Linked DNA regions of Mus musculus: regions 1 and 3 are each linked to region 2. Evidence: chromatin contacts called from public HiChIP or PLAC-seq data. All regions are on one chromosome and are shown on one strand. Each heading gives the region's core, a stretch centred on a gene start, on an enhancer-like site or on the middle of the called end of the contact. The rest is flanking DNA. Distances are from core to core; before and after follow the strand shown. Region 1 overlaps Parva (parvin, alpha). Region 2 has its middle 22 kb from the start of Arntl. Region 3 overlaps Mical2 (microtubule associated monooxygenase, calponin and LIM domain containing 2).

What was found. HiChIP or PLAC-seq counts read pairs in DNA pulled down with a chosen protein or histone mark.
Region 1: a contact with region 2 is called in an HNF4G HiChIP or PLAC-seq map of pancreatic cancer cells. The contact joins two enhancer-like sites. A contact is called at or near these places in 2 of 115 datasets of contacts at active chromatin or transcription factors (fibro-adipogenic progenitors and pancreatic cancer cells).
Region 3: a contact with region 2 is called in a FOXA1 HiChIP or PLAC-seq map of pancreatic cancer cells. The contact joins two enhancer-like sites. A contact is called at or near these places in 3 of 115 datasets of contacts at active chromatin or transcription factors (extraembryonic endoderm stem cells, pancreatic cancer cells and trophoblast stem cells).

Annotation. Positions count from the first base shown.
Region 1 is chr7:112,490,558-112,494,028 of GRCm38.p6, reverse strand. All of the region lies in intron 1 of Parva (parvin, alpha), which reads right to left. Among named protein-coding and RNA genes, the nearest start is that of Gm45998, 41 kb to the right of the region's middle. Within about 2 kb of position 2,133, at least 44 of the 459 cell types and tissues checked have an H3K27ac peak or open chromatin away from gene starts, as enhancers often do. A contact at or near this core is called in pancreatic cancer cells, where this site is marked.
Region 2 is chr7:113,183,265-113,186,740 of GRCm38.p6, reverse strand. It overlaps a transcript of Arntl not described here. Among named protein-coding and RNA genes, the nearest start is that of Arntl, 22 kb to the left of the region's middle. Within about 2 kb of position 1,515, at least 108 of the 459 cell types and tissues checked have an H3K27ac peak or open chromatin away from gene starts, as enhancers often do. A contact at or near this core is called in pancreatic cancer cells, where this site is marked.
Region 3 is chr7:112,265,821-112,269,383 of GRCm38.p6, reverse strand. All of the region lies in intron 2 of Mical2 (microtubule associated monooxygenase, calponin and LIM domain containing 2), which reads right to left. Among named protein-coding and RNA genes, the nearest start is that of Mical2, 42 kb to the right of the region's middle. Within about 2 kb of position 1,898, at least 20 of the 459 cell types and tissues checked have an H3K27ac peak or open chromatin away from gene starts, as enhancers often do. A contact at or near this core is called in pancreatic cancer cells, where this site is marked.

The sequences.
Region 1 (3,471 bases), core at 884-3,383, 690 kb after region 2:
TCGTTTGCTATCTCTACTGCGTTAAAGTGACAAAGGTTACCTAGTGATTTCGCTCCTTGTTCTCTTTATCTTCCTTTTTGTGCTGTGATATAGCTTGAGTCCTCTTGTTTCTTTTTAAAAATTCTACATTAATAAAAATGTGCCTTCAAGGTGTTTTATTTCAGACTAAATATATCAAATCTATTCATTCCCACATATATTTCCCCATTCTGCCACCCGGGAGTGTCCGTTGCTCTTCAGTGATAGAGCGCACCAAGCCCAAAGCTGTGACCTTTCACCTATACTATGGAAAGAGCCTCTGTCTGCTTGTTCTTATTCTGACAAACTTGACCAGCCACTTAAGGTCCAAAGATATAGTTATATAGCCAAGTGGGAGCCACTGTGTAGTCTCTGCAGGCTCAGGATGATCTGGGAGTTTCCTAGTCCCTCCATAAACATTCTAGTCACACCAGAGTAATTGCCCATTTTCACCGGGCCTTGGCTACTCAACTGGAAAGTTGAGCATATTAATAATAGCTATATAGCTGGGTGTGGTGGAACATTCTTTAATATCAGCACTTGGGATGTGGAGGCAAGGAGGATCAAGAATTCAAGGCCAAATTTAGTACATAGTGACTTCAGGTCTGTACTACATGAGACCCTGTTTTTTTTTTGTTTTGTTTTGTGTTTTGTTTTGTGTTTGTGTTTTTCAAAAACATAAATAACGCCTAAGGTGTGTAAAGTCAGAGTATTAAATGAGCTAATACACATTTATTAGATGGGGTACTATTAAGCACATAAGCTAGCTTAGAAAAGCTATCATGGCTAGGCTTTAAAATCTCCCTGCAAACTAACGTGTTGATGGCTCGGTCCTGAGGGTAGTATTTAGAGGCAGGGCTTTGGATACAGGACTGAACTGAGGATTCTATCCTAAGCAGTGAGTGAATCCATTGATGTACACACGATTTGACGACATTATTACAAAAAAGGTAGGGCCTTTTTTTTTTTTTTAAAGATTTGTTTATTATTTTATGTAAGTACACTGTAGCTGTCTTCAGACACACCAGAAGAGGGAGTCAGATCTTGTTATGGATGGTTGTGAGCCACCATGTGGTTGCTGGGATTTGAACTCTGGACCTTTGGAAGAGCAGTCAGGTGCTCTTACCCACTGAGCCATCTCACCAGCCCAGGTAGGGCCTTTTTTGTCCATCTGTCTGTCCTGACTGCTGAGGGAGTCCTCGACCATGGGTTTTGGCTCACGCCAGGCCTAGGTCAATGGAGCCAGTTGACCATGAAAGAAAGCTTATGAATCCATGGCCCTGAATCTTTTCTCCTTCTATTGTTTTTCTTAGGCATTTTTATCATAGTGATGTAGAAAATAGAAAAGTGGCTAGCATACAGCATCTTGGAAAACATATAATCAATTGATTAGAACTCAAATGCCCAGGCCTGGACCACAGGACCTTACCCGTCATCAGGCCCCATCCAGGCTCACCCCATAGAACTCCACCCTGACTCATCATGCTCCAGTCACATACTAGCTTTTGGTTGCCTCTCTAAGGAACAATACAACCCACACCTCAGGACCTTTGCATATCTCAGCTTAACCTGTCATCTGAAAAACCCTGCTCATTGAGAAAACCAACTGCAGGTATCCACACCATTCTCTCCCCTTTATGATACTTAGCACGATTTGTAGCTGTGTAGCTAGTGGTTGGTTGGTTTGCTTAAAACCAGCTTCTGCTACTAGACTGGGAACACCATGAAACCAGGGAAGGCTCTCTCTCTCTCTCTCTCTCTCTCTCTCTCTGTGTGTGTGTGTGTGTGTGTGTGTGTGTGTGTGTGTGTGTGTGTCCCCAACCCTGAAGCTTCCATTCTCAGCTCCCAGGAACTACTCAACAGTTACCCATGCCTTGAATGGAAGAGGATGGATAGACAAATTTGACAGCCTGGAAGATAAGCATGGCCCCTTGTGGAAACCCTTTTGTTTCTTTCTCCTAATGAGTTCACTAAAGCTAATCTAATCCAGCTCACTAAAGCTGATCAAATCCGCCCCTGGCCAGAATCTGGGTTTTGCCTGAGAGTAAGGTGAGAATTACTGAGTCACCCAATTGCTTACTCAGAGAGGGTTTCTGAGTGTTTGCCACATACTTAGCAGCACAGAGCAGCTTGTGTTAAATAAATAAACAGACCTGAAGCCTCCCTCCACCCTGTCCCTACAGGGATGCTGGACTCAGGGGACACACATAATGACACAGGAGGCAATTAGATAATAGGATACAGCTAGGATAATTATTTGCCATGGTGAGTGACACACTTAAGGAAAACACTGGGACACAAGCAGGGAGATATCACTTGTGGGTACTTAGAGGAGCGTGTCCTCAGGACCAGGACAGGTATGCAGGAAGTCACCTTCTGCAAAGTGTTGGGAAGAGGCCACACGAGCAGGTTCCCTGGTGGGGTTGTGTCACTGACCTAGACTGACTAATGGGGGTCCAGTGGGGGAAATGCTAAAATCTCCCAGGGGAGCCCCTAAGACTCCAGGAAGAGGGGAGGTGATAGCTTTTAGGGGCTTTTGTTTGTTCTTGATGAATCATGGGATATCTACCATGTAGCACTTAACCTAGTGCTAACTAGTCTAGGTGGTGTATATTCAACTGTGCTTGCTGACAATCCATGTATACACACACACACACACACACATACATCGGAGAGAGAGAGAGAGAGAGAGAGAGAGAGGGAGAGAGAGAGAGAGAGAGAGAGGAAATTATCTGAATAGTTTAATAAATCATAAATAATATCCTCCCAAAAGTACAGGAAAAAGTCTCAAAATCAGTTACAAGCAATCTCAGAGGACAGAGAATTAGCACCACTGAGGTAATAATTCAAAACTTGTACATGAAATGTTTTGAAATATAAGATTATTCTGAGCGGCTGGAGGCATGGCTCAGCAGTTCAGGGCACTGGCTGCTCTTCAGAGGACCTGGGTTGGTTCCTAACACCCACATGACAGCTCACAAACAGCTGCAATACCAGTTCCGGGGGATCTGACCTCTCTTCTGCCCCCATAGGCACTGCACCCATGTTTACTATACATATACACATACAGGCAAATACTCATATACATAAAATTAAAATAAATCTTTAAGGAATGTTTTAGCAGATATGGAGGAAGCCATCAATAACATTCAACTAACTTACCCCTCCCTCCTTCCTTCTTCCTTTTCTTCCCTCCCTTCCTCCCTCCCTCCCCCTCCCTTCCTCCCTCAACCTGGGGATTAAATTCCAGCCTTCCACACACTAAGCAAGCATTCTACCACAAAGCTACCGTCTTAACCCCTTTAAAAAAGAAATTTGAATTTTAAATAGGATCTTGCTAAATTACCTAGGCTGACCTTGAACTTGTAATCCTCCTGCCCAGTCAGTCTCTTTAGTAGTTGAGATTATAGACATGTATCACTTCCAACATTAATTCTTTATAAGAATTCTTTA
Region 2 (3,476 bases), core at 266-2,765:
GCTGGTCCTTTCTGAAGTTCACTCAGAATCAGGGCAGATGGGGTCACTTTCTTCTATCACACTCCCTCCAGGAAGTCGGTGCTGGCTACAAAGGGAGCCACACCCATCGGGAGTGGACACATCATCACTGCTCAGTAAGCAGGGGGTAAAACCCCACCCCTGCTGACAATAATAAACCCAGTAGGAGGAGGGCCAACCCCCTTCCCAACAACTCAGCAAAAGAAACAGATCTGGTTGTTCTGCCCCTCGGGTGTCACGGCTCAGAGTGTCATCGGATGGGCTCAGAGGCTCAGCCCATCCCAGCAAAATGATATACAGGTGTCCTTTTATAATTCCAAAGAAAAATAGAGGAGGCACTAATGTTTTGCTAAACCCTATAGCACAAAAGGTGGCTTTCCAGGCCAGCTAGGCCACCCTCACTGTCAAAACTCATTAGCCTTCTGGGTGAACTAGCTTGTCTTTTTTTAGGACCGGAAATCAAAAGGGAAGGCTCCCCTCCTATTCCAGGCGTGCCGGAGGAATTACTCATGCCCCTTAACCTATGACTCACACAGGAGTCTAGGAGAGTGTTTCCAAAACAGGCCAACAATTAGAAAAACAAAGCAACTGATATGTGACAGATAGTTGCCCCATCTGGGTGGGTGGAGTGGGGTCAGTACCTAGGTGGGATGCGCTTTCCCAGAGCAGCCACTGGGCAGCAGACAACAGTGGGCAGAAATTGGGACAGTCTCTGGAAGTAGAGATCCATGCTTGTTTTCAGAGTTGTGAGGGGTTCAAATTCACTGACTTTGTGAGTGACTTGAAATTATGGCATCTTTCTCTCCAAAAGTCTCAAGGGACCAGCGTGCCATCTCAACGTGCTGTCTGGCTATCTGCAGGTTCTGGCTGTTCCTCTGAATGGCAGAGGCTTTCCCAAACTGAAATATTAAGTCAGTGAGAAAGCACAGCTTAGGAAATAGCTCAGTTGGGAGTGGATAGTCTCCGGGGCAGGTGAGAGGTCGGCTTTTTTGTGGCTTCTCTGGGAAGGACTCTGAAGCCAAGTCTTAGCTCTGTCTCAGCTGAAGGCTTCTCCTTGGCAGGGCTTGGGGGTGTGCAAGGGCATCATCAGGTCATGGCCTCACTACCCAGAGTCTCATCCCTGGAGATAGGGCAGGTCCACGGGGTAGTGGGGGATGAGCAGTGATGGATGGCTCTGCTTTCTCTGCTGCACTGATCTAAAGTCAATGATATAAGAGACCAGGTTGGGGGCTAACGGGGAAGATCTGGACGAAGATCTACAGAGGGTCTCAAACAAGAGTTTTGCCTAGCTTCTGCTATTTCACCCAGCAGCAGAAGGCTCTTCTGAAACCCAGATATGCTCACCTCTCTCCTCTCAGAGTCCTTTAAATTAAGGTACACACCCTCCCTTGAGAAAACCCAGTGGTATTTCCAGGCCAGGCTGTCCTACAGTCCTTGACACTGATAGACTCTCAGCCTCATTGCCAGCCATGCCCTGGACCTCTAACCACATGGTCCAGCTGCTTCCTGGAAGCATTGGTGGTTTCAGGCTCTGTATCTTTCCTTCACACTGTCCCTTCAACCTGCAGTGACACTCTGTGGACCTAGAACACTGCTCTCCTGCTCAGGCAGGGTCAGCTTCTTTGGCACTTTCCACTGGTCACTGGGTTCATGGCTCCCTGGCTGAGCTCTGCCAGCCTTTCTGACAGCCATACTTGCCTTGTACAGGACTAGTTTGTACGATCAGTTCTCAGGGTTGGGGGGCTTGAAATTCCCCAGGAAGGAGCTGCAATTATTCCATCTTGGACTTTGGAAAAGCTTACAGCATTGAATGGCATGGGGGAGGGTCTTCTTTGTTCTGTTCAGAGTGGATAAAAGTTTTAGGGAATTGTGACATGGTGGTCTGGGTGTGGTCCTCCTTGTACATGCCAGTGTGGCTTTCCATGTGCATCACAAAGATTTACTCAATTTTAAGAGGATAACAGTTTCAAGGTGCATCAATATCTGCATTTAAACTCAGAATAGAGTCTCTCTCTCTCTCTCTCTCTCTCTCTCTCTCTCTCTCTCTCTCAGTTTAGGGTAGTATTAAGTTTGTAATAATGTTAAGTACAAGTTACAGCAAGCCCACTAGTTAGCAGCTGTGTACAGGAGGTGGCCCCCAGGCCCCCTGCAGGACTAGGTGATCTATAGAGAGCCTTTAAGGGCAATTTTGAGTAGCATTCTGGAAAACGACTATACTCTTTTTAGCCCTGTACCGTGCTCCTCTCCCTGCCCTGAAAGTCTCTGTCCTTCCCTGTAACTCCTCATCAGATTGGTGCTAGGTGTCCTCCAAGCTGCAATGTAGACACTGCCTGGACAAGCCTCCCCGGGTGCATATCTCAGCTCTGGAAGAGCGGTCTTCAACACCCTCACCAATGATTTAACATAAGTTACCACTCTTGTCTGCCTCTCCCATTGCCCTGAAAACAATGGAAGGACTAGGACTCACCTGGGGTTTGTTCTGCACTGTGAAGTTTAAATTTTACTTTTTAAAATTATGTATGTGTGTGCATGTGTGTTTGAGCACACACGCATGCCATCAGAGGGTGGAAGGGGACATCTGATCTCTTAGAACGAGAGTTACATGTGGTTGTGAGTCACCCAAATGAAACCCGGGTCCTCTGCAAGAGCAGTATGTACTCCTAACCACAAATCTTGTGTGTACAAAAACGGGTGTTCCTGTGTATGACACAGTGCACATGCGGAAGTCAAATGCTCCACCTTGTGTGAGCCGGGTCTCTCTTGGTTTTTACCTACACATGTAGCAGGCTAGCTGACCTACAAACCCTGGGTGATTCATCTGTCTCCACCTCCCATCTTATGACAGCAGTGCTTGGATTGTGCACACATGCCACAGCACCCGGTTCTGGAGATCTGAGCTCAGGTTCTCTCGCTTACTCAGCAAGCACTTTCCCTGCTGAGCCAACTTCCCAACCCATGAATGGATGCACTCTTTTAAATCAACATTCTTTATAGAAAATGGGGGAATTGACTTTTATCGAGTTGGGGTCTTTCCTTGTCTCATTGGTGCCATGATGCCACTATGCGATTTACAGAAGCAGTGAGGTGTTCTGAGCTTCACTCCATGTGGCCACCTCTCTAGGCCCAGGCATGTCACCCACTCTCATCTGCATTTAGCACCTTCTGGTCTACCTTGCAACCCCTTTATACACACTTCTTCCCTGACACTTTCTCCAGACTATTAACTCCTAAGCTCCTAAATTGCTTGAATTTTCTTCCACATTCTCTAGGGTGTGTGTGTGTGTGTGTGTGTGTGTGTGTGTGTGTGTGTGTGTCTTCTAAAGAAGAGAAAATACTCTAGGAAACCGAAGCACACATCACAGAGACACGCAAGGAAGAAATGTAATCTCTCTTCCCACCTTCAGAGCATCACCCAGGTGCTCTTCTGCACATTTCCAAACATACACCAAACCTTTACT
Region 3 (3,563 bases), core at 649-3,148, 920 kb after region 2:
TCCCAGGTCTCATCTTTCTCTGCATGTCACACTTGCCACCCAGAAAGCACCAACACAAAGCAGGACTCATCTTTGTCTCTGAGTGCATGCACATTCCCAGACTAGCTATCTTTGGAACCAGAGCCGTGTGCTATTGACTGAGGAGGCGGGGACGGGAGCTGGAAGACAAGCAATGCTCCCAGGATTCTAATGCAACCCCGAAATCTCTCCTGAGGATGAGGTGGGGTCACCTTGGAGCTACGGGAGCAAGGGTACAAAGCTCCCTGACTGCCACATGACCTCACACAAGCCACTCAGGCCCAGGAAGTCCTGGGCACGTGTGTTAAGGTATGTAATGTATGTAATGCCTACTGCATCCAAACCCACTTTTCACTCTCAGCTTCTTGTCTAAAATCTAAAATTGCATACCGCTGGCAAGTATCAAGCCAGATCTGTCTCCCAGGCGCCAATTTACAAACTGGAAGAACTCGTCTCCTCTCTCCTGAAACCACTTAAATCTTGTACTTCAGTATAGAACAAGCAAAGGCGGTGCTGAGGGTCTGGGGGTGTGAGAGCTTCCAGAACCGGCTCTTATCTAGGGGGTGATAAGAAACGGGGAGGTAAGAGCCCATGGGGGAGTTAAGTTTGGCCCTGGACACAAATCCTACTGTACCAGCTTGAACATGCCTTCCCAGATCTAAACAGCCTTCACTTCTTAGAAGACTGCATTGCCAAGCCATACCAGCTCAAAATGTCATTGTCATATGGTGGGTAGGCATCAGACCATTTATTTAGTCAGGGAAACCAGGACTTGCTAACTGTGTGATATGAGACAAGTCATCTTCGTTGGTCACCTCAGTTTTCTCATCTGTAAGATGGAGACAATGCTTCCCACAACACAGAGTTATAAGAGAGAAGAGCAATCAGGTTTGGCATTGTACTTCGTAGTGTTCACTGGCTTTGTAATTAGCACTAGTCTTTCAATGGCTCGAACATCAACTCAAAAGAAGTATAAGTCATGACTTAGACTGGCTCCCCAAAGACTCTGCCTAGCACGCCCAGATGCTGGGTTTGAGCCCCAGAACTGACCAAACAAAACCAAAACAACAACAACAATGAAACCCAAAAATCCCAAACCCTGCTAGACTATTTTCCTATGTCAAGAACTTGCATATACCTTCAAACTACAGGACAAAGCACATCTCAGCAATATCAACTCTTGGGAGGCAGAAGTAGGTCACATGTGTTAGTCCAGCCTGGGCTACATAGGAAAACCCTGTCTTAGACAAAATCTCTAGAGTATCAGTTCAGAAATTTTAGGTCTGAGCTCGATTCTTAGCCATATAGTCCCGAGCAAATCACTGAACTTGTGAGTTTTAATTTCCCCATATGCCAAGGGGGAATCTCACCCGGGGAGTTTTGATAGCAAACTGATAACAGAGTACATACAGGCAGTGTTGGCCAGGGAGGGACGCAGAGTCTGAGGTTTAAGCTTCCATTTATTAGAGATTTGGGGGGTCATGACCTTTGGAGAATACTCTTCCCAGCTCCAAAGGACAAAGGTTCAAACCTGTGAAAGCAGAGCTGAGCGGAGCTGACTGAGCGTGGTGGCCCGAGCCTGTAATCCCAGAGCTTTCCTGGTAAAAGCAGGGCGATTAGGCAGGAGTTCAAGATAACCCTCAGCTACCGAGTGAGTTCCAGGTCAGCCTGGGCTCCATGAGACCGCAGGGTCTCAAAAACAAGAGGAATACATCAATCAGAAGCTCCTGGGTAGCTGGTTCTTGGTCGTCTGCCTTTTTAACCACCACCCAGATGTTGGTGGGACGTTAATAGAAATAGAACCGACTAGCTAGAAGTATGCAGGGTTTTGCATTTTCTGGGAAGAAACAAGATGTGATGTGTCGTTTCCAAGAATAGCCTGAAGTAGTTTGGGCTTTGTTGACTGAGTCCCTTATTTGTGGTTTTCCAGCTTTCTTGCCTATGTGACTTTATGAGTCACAAAGACATTTCTTCCCTGCTTCTGACCATCAAAAATGATCACTCAGAGCCCTGGATTGCAGGTAACAGTATAGTGACAGACTCAGTAACAGCATCTCGGAGATAAGGTCAAGGTTGCACAGAGACCCTGAGCACCCTCTCGATATAGGTGATGGGGAGTCCTGAGCCCAGGTTGACCTGTGTTTTATTATTTAGAACTTTACTCCCTATGTGTTCTCTGGGCCTCACCACCTAACTCACTGTCAGTATAACAGTATGACAGTGTCTTGGGGAAAAAGATGGAGTGCCTGAAAATGTATGGAGGCCTGGGGAGGGACGTGGGTAGCCACGTCCAGGAGAGATACTCAACCCTCTACTGTACCCTCGGGCCCCACAAACAAGATCTGTTTCAAGGTCACTGCAACCTAAGAACAAAACCCTCGTGTCATTTTCATGCCAACCTTCCCTCCCCATCTCTCAGTTCTGCTGCAGCAAGGAGTCTGGAGGGTGGGGCTGTCTCAGCAATGACAAGGGTGTAATCCTGTACTCAGTGTGGACAGGAAAAGACCACAAACCCATTGACCTCGTATACTGTAGAAAATCAGTCACAGCTACCTGAATCTCTAAGCTGAAGCAAAAGCCAGCCAGGGAAACACTTCCCTCTGGGCTAGGTGTCTGTGGAGCCCAGCAAGGATAGAAAGCCTAGTCTGAAGCTCGCCTGAAACCTTAACTTCCCGTCAGGCCCTCCATCTCTCAGGGTACCATGATGCCAACATGAACCAGGAGCAGCTCCAAGCGAGACCTGTTAGCACAGGCCTGTAAGTCTAGCTACTCAAGAAGCTAATGCAGGAGGGTGGCAGTTTTGAAGTCCATCTGGGCTACAGAGTTAGTTCCTGGCCAGCTTGGGCAGTTTAGTAAGACCCTGTCTCCAGGTGAAAAGAGGACTGGGGAGCTAGCTCAATGAAAGAATTTGCTAGCACGCGTGAGGTCCTGGGTTAGACTCCAGTTCGGGGGGGTGGGGGTGGGGGTGGGGAAGGAACTGAGATAGAAAGGAAGGGGCCATCCATGCTCTGTGCTGTGTCCACCAGGCACTCCCCGACTCAGTCACTTCCACAGGAGGATGTGCTTGCCTGCTAGGCCTCCCACCTGCACCCTGGCCTCAGAGATCTCAGCTGGCCCCAGAGAGAGGCACTGTCTAGCCCAAACTCTCTTTGTTCCCTGATCTCCACTGAGAGCTCACTCACAGGCGGCAGAAGCCCTTACTACTAACCCTGCCAGGAAACTCTCTAAGAAGGGATCATGGGAAAGACACCCAGGGATGTGCTATGACATTAACAACCAGACCCCCAGCTGCAATGGGGCTGGGGTAACCTGTCACCCCTTGCCCTAGGTGAGCACTGGAGGACACTCCAGTCCACTGATGGAGGGCCTGTCCTTCCCTTCCCACTCCTGCCCCATGATCTCTGCCACTTACTTGTTTTGGGTCCTCCAGCCCCCTTTTCCCTCTTCAGTGGTGGCTGTGGTCAGGTTTGAAGTAGCCTCACACTTTACCACTCCCTGGCCTCCACCCACTAGTCTCTTGAGCTACACACGATGCCAGGCACCAG